2 separate regions of the Triticum aestivum genome follow, and region 1 is linked to region 2. Evidence: chromatin contacts called from public Hi-C data. All regions are on one chromosome and are shown on one strand. The core of a region is the stretch at or near the end of the contact, and the rest is flanking DNA. Distances in the headings are between cores, read along the strand shown. Region 1 has its middle 31 kb from the start of LOC100049026. Region 2 has its middle 16 kb from the start of LOC100049026.

What was found. A called contact is a pair of places that touch in the nucleus more often than the background predicts.
Region 1: a contact with region 2 is called in a Hi-C map of leaf, with 3 times the contacts expected there. The contact joins two enhancer-like sites. A contact is called at or near these places in 4 of 5 Hi-C or Micro-C datasets (leaf and an unstated tissue) and 1 of 1 datasets of contacts at active chromatin or transcription factors (leaf).

The regions. Positions count from the first base shown.
Region 1 is chr2A:689,804,812-689,808,503 of IWGSC CS RefSeq v2.1, forward strand. No RefSeq gene overlaps it. Among protein-coding and RNA genes, the nearest start is that of LOC100049026, 31 kb to the left of the region's middle. Within about 2 kb of position 1,605, at least 5 of the 8 cell types and tissues checked have an H3K27ac peak or open chromatin away from gene starts, as enhancers often do. A contact at or near this core is called in leaf, where this site is marked.
Region 2 is chr2A:689,757,763-689,761,669 of IWGSC CS RefSeq v2.1, forward strand. No RefSeq gene overlaps it. Among protein-coding and RNA genes, the nearest start is that of LOC100049026, 16 kb to the right of the region's middle. Within about 2 kb of position 1,974, at least 6 of the 8 cell types and tissues checked have an H3K27ac peak or open chromatin away from gene starts, as enhancers often do. A contact at or near this core is called in leaf, where this site is marked.

The DNA of each region.
Region 1 (3,692 bases), core at 355-2,854, 47 kb after region 2:
ACCATGGCGAACAGAGCGAGAACCGAGATGTGCCAACGGCTAGCGGCGTTTCGGATGAAGGTGTACATGTCGTATAACACGACGAGGACACCAACATCGAGTGTCATCACTGGAAATTTCGGTATCTCGCTGATGGTAGGGATGTCGTAGATCAACCACATTGCTGAGTTGAACATGACGATCATGTAGGAGTACCGAGTTTGTTGTCCCGACTACCCGGTCCTCGATATCCTCAGGAACATCGGCCTGCCTCACGGCACACGTGCACAAATATAAACTTATTTGTACTAGTCATACACTCTCTTCATCCTACAGTACATTTTTGTACAACTTTAAACTTCATTAAGAGGATGCTTGGATCCAAGGAACTATTTTTAGTCTGACTAAAAATAGTCTCTTTTAGAGGCTAAAGTTCCAAGCACCCCTCACTAAAGAGAGGTTAGGACTAGTCTTGAGGGTAAAAAATTTTAGTCATAGGAAACCTACTAAAATATGTATTAGCCCCCTCTCTCCTCATTTAATGCCTCTCCTTTAACACATGCGAGTTCTGGATTGGAGGGTTTGGAGGATAATAAATGCTCAATAACTTGATTTTACGCTCTTTAGTATTTGGATGAGAGCTGCTATACACACGACGTTTTTGGACGATGCATGAACGACACTCCACATCCAGCCATTGAATCAGGGAATAAAGTGCTTCACATCCATCTGATTGTAAATCGTGCATGCATCGTGCATGGAGTGTCGTCTGTCTAGTATTTTCGTATTTGGATCCAAGCATAGATGAGGCTGGCAAGTTTTAGTCCCGCTACTTTTAGTCATGGGACTAAAACGTATCCAAGCGCCCTCTAAGCCACGTAAAGAAAAAGAAAAAGAAATTCTTAGTTTTGCATTCATACGATTTTTTGTCAGCTTGCGCCGATAGAATAATTTGCATTAACGAGACACCAACAAACTACTTCTTGGTCCTCTCGTATCCACACACAGTAAACTACGGCTCCACTTGTATGAAATGTCAACTCTACAGGTACAGATAAGCCCTACAGTGCAGACTCAGTTGTAATGAAACGTCCAATGTCAACTCTACAGTAGAGACCCATCGCCACACGTTTCATCCCGGCTTTGCTGGAGCATTTCGTTCAAGAAAATACCAAGATTAAGACCTCGCGAGCATCAAGACGGCAGATAAAGATCGACCTGCACGAGTTGACCCCACCTCCTCGCTTAAATGCCAGCAATCATGGCGGACTTGTCAAGAGCGACAGGTCAAACCTAATCGTGCGCCCAGCTTTAATTCCGCTAGTTAATCCGTGCGGCTGCGTCATTATTCGCGTCTACTACTGGCCACCTCCCAACGGCAGCCAGAAGGAGGCCCCGAGCAGACAAACTCATCCGGGCCGTCCGTCCCTTTCCCGGCCCAGCCAACCGCCCGTCCGTGCAGCAATGAATCGGCCAGAGATTTGGTTTCGTCGCTGCGCAAAAAAAATTCGGTCAATTCGATTCGGGATCCCGTGGCGAGCCGGCCGCGGCGCCTCCCGATCGGTTCGGGCCTTGACGTCGCCATGGCCACGAGCCGCGCGTGGGCCGGGATCGGATCCGGGTTTGACTTTTGATGCGCTCGTTCGCTCGCCCCCACTTGTTCCGTGAACGTGTGGTGCGCACGTCCGCACGGCACGGCAGGATTCTTTCTGTGTGCGAGCCTACACGCGCACGTCTGTGGGCGACGGTCCTGCGTGCGCGTGCTACCGTTCTGTGGTTGACAATCTTCCGCTCCTGAGGGTCTGAAAGAGGGTGTTTCACGTGGCTGTAGAGAGAGAGAGTTGAATCTGCACAGTGGAGTCTTGCTGCGTGATGTGCTATGTCAGTTTATGTATGGCAAGTGGGGCCTAACTCCAGGTTGACAATTTTGGCCGGTTCGCCTAAACAAACATTTCTGGATGGAGTCGTTGGCATGCACAGGTTGAAGTTGAGCCGCATGCTATTCCTGTTGATTTGGTAAGCCGAACATGGCCGGCACGTGCCGTTTCGACCTAATGAGCGTCCGGTTGGCCAACTCTGACGTGGTAAGGATGAAAGCCGGCCTAAAAGTTTCTTTAGTGGTTCTTGTGCCAGACTGCGTACATATATAGGTATGGTTATTACCGGCTCGCCGTGGACTTTTTATTATTTCCGAATATACATGATCAATGTATTCCCATGCTTCTAGACGAATTGGTATCTACGCATGTCAAAGGCATTGCCGTTTCAACGCACGCGGTGTTGAAGAGATCAACCTGCGAGCGCGAGAAGCATGCGACTCACGGCAGCATGTGGAAACCTCTGCCCGTCACTCGTCAGTACCCACACACCTGGCAGAAACAAGGACGACGACGGTGTCATAACATGTTTCAACTCTGATTTTAGATGCGTGCACTGAACTGGTAACATGGCAACGTCCATCCACAGTTGGACGAACGGACGATTCAGCATGGTTCCCTGCATCCAGCCGAGTTGGGTACATCGCCAAAGTCCACCCTTCACTTTCTCTTTTTCTTCAGGGCATTCTCGAGGACTGCACAGGGGAGGCGGCGTGGCGTACCTGTCAAAGGTCTCGCAAGGTTTCTCGACATTTCGCGTCGACTCTGTTGGCCGAACAGTCAAGCCGCACAGTGGCATTAGCACCGCTCTTGGGAGTCTGACGACGCTGCAGAGGAATCGTGCCCAGACCGAACGGACGTGACCGTTCGAGCATCCTAGCTTTTCTCTTTGAGTGTTTTGGTGCCAAGTTGCTGGCCATGAGTTTTTTTAGATAAAAGTCGATCAACTTTTGCATAAGCCTACTGTCTAATCGACACAATGCTTGGCACCACCTCGTTTCGCCTGCAGATTCTTGGTCCATGTTGGCGATTCAAAAGGAGCTGAATGGGTCTCTCTCCATGCTCCTTCTTATCTTCCCTTTTTATACGAGAGGTAAAAATATAAAATAGATCTGAGCCGTTGATTGCATTAAGTAGTGTGTTTAATTAACTCTTACCTTCCTACCTTTCATGTGAAAAAAGGAAGTATGAGGGAGCATGTTAAAATTGAGAGAGAGAGAGAGAGAGAGAGAGAGAGAGAGAGAGAGAGAGAGAGAGAGAGAGAGAGAGAGAGAGATACGTTAGATTTTGGGGTTTTGTGTAGGGATGGCAATGGGTACCCATTACCCGCGTACCCTGCGGGTAAAAACCCTATTAGGGTAAAGGTATGGGATAAAAATTTACCCATGGGTACTTAAATGGGAAAATATCATACCCGTCGGGTGGAAAGGGTACGGGTATGGGATCGTATAACCCATGCCCGCTTACCCATGTACCCATCTAAAATGTTAACAAATGGGTTTCCGTTAATATCATAACGTATTAATTTTACCCTCCTAATCACGCTAGATAAAAACTCTAATGTGTAGTAAAATTATCTCTACGATTTATCTTGATTTTGTGAACTTAAAGTGTATACGTATGTGTTGTTATGTATGATTATGTGTTGTTTTTTTTAACATTTTTATGTGTCACTTTATAGGCAAGTATTTTTGTTTATGAGAATGTGTTATTGTTACAATATGTTATTGTACATTGTTGTTTAAAATTTGTTGCTATTAATAATTTATGATTATATATTGCTTTTTACAACTATTTTCTACTCAACTGATGTGTTGTAAATGCGGGTATATTTAC
Region 2 (3,907 bases), core at 724-3,223:
GAGAAGAGAAAAGGAATAAATCTGTAAATGGAAAAAAATCCGAAAGCTTCTAGAAGTTTCCGAAACAGGTATCTGGAGGGCTTTAACTGGGCCGGCCCAGTTGAGTCCTTTTGCTCGTGACCCACGCGATAGGTCCACAGTTTGCCGCACAGAGATCCTGAAAGAAAGAAAAAACACTGACCCGCAAATAGGAAATGTCGTAGCGGTTTGATGCTGGAATGGCCTATGATTCTCCTGGGACTTCGCGGAGTCCCCACGGAGCAGCACGGACCAAACTGTTTCCATCAAATTAAGAATCGCTGTGGTGCCCTCCCCCCCTCCCCCGCGTCGTCTCCTCCGAGCCGACTCGAGGGCCCACCCTAGCCGCCGCCGCCTAGTCCCCCCGCCCCCCTCCCTCCCTCCGCCGCCGCCAGAGGTGGCCAGCGGCGTGGCCGCTCGGCACCCATGAAGGTGGCGGCGGGGACTTTGGAGGATCCACTTTGCGTGGAGAGCCTCGGCATCCGGGGCGGCGGCCCCGGGCGGCGGCCAGCGGCGTGGCCTGTGCGGCGGGCGGCGCCGCAGGGTGCAGGTGGGTCGCCTCCCCGGTCGGGCGGGCGGCATGGTGGCGGCGGGCGTCGGCGGCTGCAGCAGCTCCTCGTAGGCCGGCTGTACCTTGGAGAATCGGCGTCCTCATCCTCGATCTGCTCCGATTCGCGCCGCCCCCTGTCCCTGGTGGCTCCGGCCGCTGTTTTCTGGATACCGGGTGTGCGGATCTGGTGGTTGGGTGCGGATCCGGGGGAAACCCTTGGCCGGCGCGGCGGCCACACTGAAGATGTCGCCTTTGGGCGCCGTTCTCCTTGCTGAAGGTTTCGTTGGGCTTCCTGCACCTCCCACCCCACCCAGCAGCTCGGGTGAAAGCCTAAGTTCCTCGTTTCATGGCGACGACGGCACCTTGGTGGCGTGAACCTTCCTGAAGGCGTCGTCTGGGAAGTGCTCAAGTGGTGGTGGAGTCGGTGGTGGTTCGACGGCGGATTGTATTGGCCTGATCTTCATCTTCGGCAACTTGCTCGGGGCCAGGTGTGGAGGGCTTCAGCCGCTGGTGCGAGGGGATCGGGGTCCCTCTCTCGTGCCATAGGCTATGGTGCCTCCTATCCTTGACCGATGCGTGGTGCTGCATACTCTTGGCCTTCTCCGGGGTTTTCAGCGCCTTCGTCTCGACAACTCTCGTCCGGTGCTCTGCCTTGCTGCTGCCGGCAACGGTGACTGGGTGTTCGGCTCCCTGTTTCGTGTGGGTTTGTTCCTGGTGCCTCTCCTTCGGTTGCTTGGGAATGCTGATCTGGGTTCTAGGGTGAACCACTCCGCAGGCCGCCGGTGCGGCACCCGTCGAGCCCGGGTGAAAGGGTAGGGGCCCTTTACGGAGGCGGAGTAAGGTCATGTGTTGCCCCTGTTTTCCTTCTGATGGCAATCAGTGACATAAAACATGCACGGTGGTGCCTTCCTCACATAGCCTTAGTAGGTTAGCTGGTTTCGGCTTAGCGGCGTTTGATGTCTTTCTATGCGTTCGAGTTGTTCTACTGAGCACAATGTATCTTTATTTTCGCTCTTTGTTTTCTTGTTGTAAATGGCAGTCCTGTAATCTTGGCCGGTTGATGGCTTTGTTAATTTAAAATCGGGCTCTTCTTGAGCCTTTGTTTAAAAAAAAAAAACAGCACGGACCCCGTGACGCCTTATACTTGACCGTTTATCCGTCGATCATGTCGTTGGTCGTGCCGTCTCTTGTGTCGTGCGGTTCTGTCCGCCGTCTCGCGCCCGCGCGGTTCCGAGGATTTGTTCCGCGCCTATGTCCGTCACGTCATGCCGTCCCGAGTGCACGCATGCTGCCTCGTTCGTTGCTGAATCCTGAGAATTTGGCAATTTGCTTCGCACGACGATGGCCAGTGCGGCCGGACCGCGCCGAGTCAAGGGACACAGTGCAGACAAAAGTGAACGCGCTCAGCACGCGTAAAGTACTACCATCTCCTACAGCGAGGCAGGCGTAGCTTTTGACCGGCCGATTTAACTGAACGCGCACAAATTTTGCAAACGGAGCGTCATTCGGTCATTGACATCCACTGACTGAACACCCGATTGTCAATGGAGCAGTTACCCAGACACACACTGAAAAAGGGCAAAAAAGAAAAAGAAAAGACAGGCCCTACCTACGTCTGTGCACAGTTTGACCTCGCAGATCCGAATCCACGAAAAAGAACATGGCGAGCGAACAAACGCTAAACAACGCCCAACTTGCTGGGGGGTGGGGGCGCCACCCTCCGCAACTTGTCCGGCGACCCATTTTTTCATATATTCTTTCACTAATAACAAATTCATTGCGATCTGTCCCCTTCTCACGATGATGATCCCAACCAAAGTACTCCTGTACTATACTGTTAGTAGTGCTATTCTATTCGGGCGGAAATCAACTCCGTTCGGTCCAATTGTTGGCGCCCCATCAAGGCGCTATATTTGATTCTAGAAATGAACGAACGAGTCGCCGAGCAGATGTATAGATAGGTCTTCCTTCCTAGCTAGGCACCACATAAGATAACCATGGCGATTAGTCAAATTATGTGGCCCTGGCTAGGCAATTAGCGCAGCCGGTAGCCAATCAGAGGCCCGTGGACGGAGAGCTTAACTTGGAAGACCGACGGAAACGCGCTACTAATTAAAGGCGTCTCAATGGAGAGTTGAGATGACTATCAAAAGTCAAATTATTCTGGCTGCCCCCAGCTTTTAACAATTCCGCCTCCACTCGCACGAATTATCCCCCTCTTTCTTCCGCCCGGATGTCTCTTGCTTACACAGGCCAACTCCAACACGCAACCACAAATGGTTCCGCTAAGTCCGTTTAAGGACAAAAGGACACAAATCACGGCCTAACGCGCTCGAGCAAACGGATAAACATCCCTTTTTTCCGCTGTTGACCCATTCCCGGCCCAAATTAAGGCCGCATTTGCGTCAAAACAGATAACGCGCGGGCGGACGGGGTGCACGCCCTTGTCCTCCCATAGTCCGCCCGTCGGGGACACAACGCGCCCAGTTTCCCTGCCTTTCCCAAAAACCCTCCTGCAACCTCCATCCCCTCCCTCCTCCATGGCCGGCGTGTCGAAGAAACCCGTCGACCACGTCGCCACCACAGCCCGCCCCGCGACGAAGAAGAGGAGGAAAGAGTGGTTACAGCTCATGCTAACGGAGGTCGCGCGGCTCGACATTGAATCGGCCAAGAGGAGGGCTTGATAGACCGTTGTGGCGGAGAAGAAAGACGTCGTCGACTATGTTGCCGAGGACGCGGCCGCGTAGCACAAGGCCGCCATTGACCAGAATGAGGCAATCCTCCCCAAGGCCACGCAGGCAGCTACGACGTATGCCCTCGTCATGTTAGGGTGTTGCCGACCCGGGCCGACCATTCTCTCCGCCGCCGCCATGGTCGCGGCGAGCACAGGCTCATCGACCGTTCACCCTCCGCGGTACCGGTGGCCGAGCTCCTCAATAACACCGGATAAACGGTTCTCCACGTCGTCGGATGGCAGCATGATCGTGCCGGCCAACCCGGCCGTCATCGACCTCAGTGTCACGCCTGGTTACAGTGGCGTTGGTCAGTCGACCGACTGGATGCAAAGGAAGCAGCCTCAGTCAATTCTATGGCCAACCTTCCCGACACCCGCAACCTGTTCGATGAAATGCCAATCCCGACGCTAGTGGCTGACGACCCTGACTACACCGCGTTCATGGAGAACGTCATCTTTGAGGGTTGTGGCCAGGCCTTCCACCCCGATGGCCAAGGCCAAGGCTTCAATCCCAAGGAGACCCAAAGCCAAGACGGGCGCGACCAAGATGGTTCCGACCACTACGGTGCCATGAAGAAGAATAGGCCAACGACCATGGCAAATCA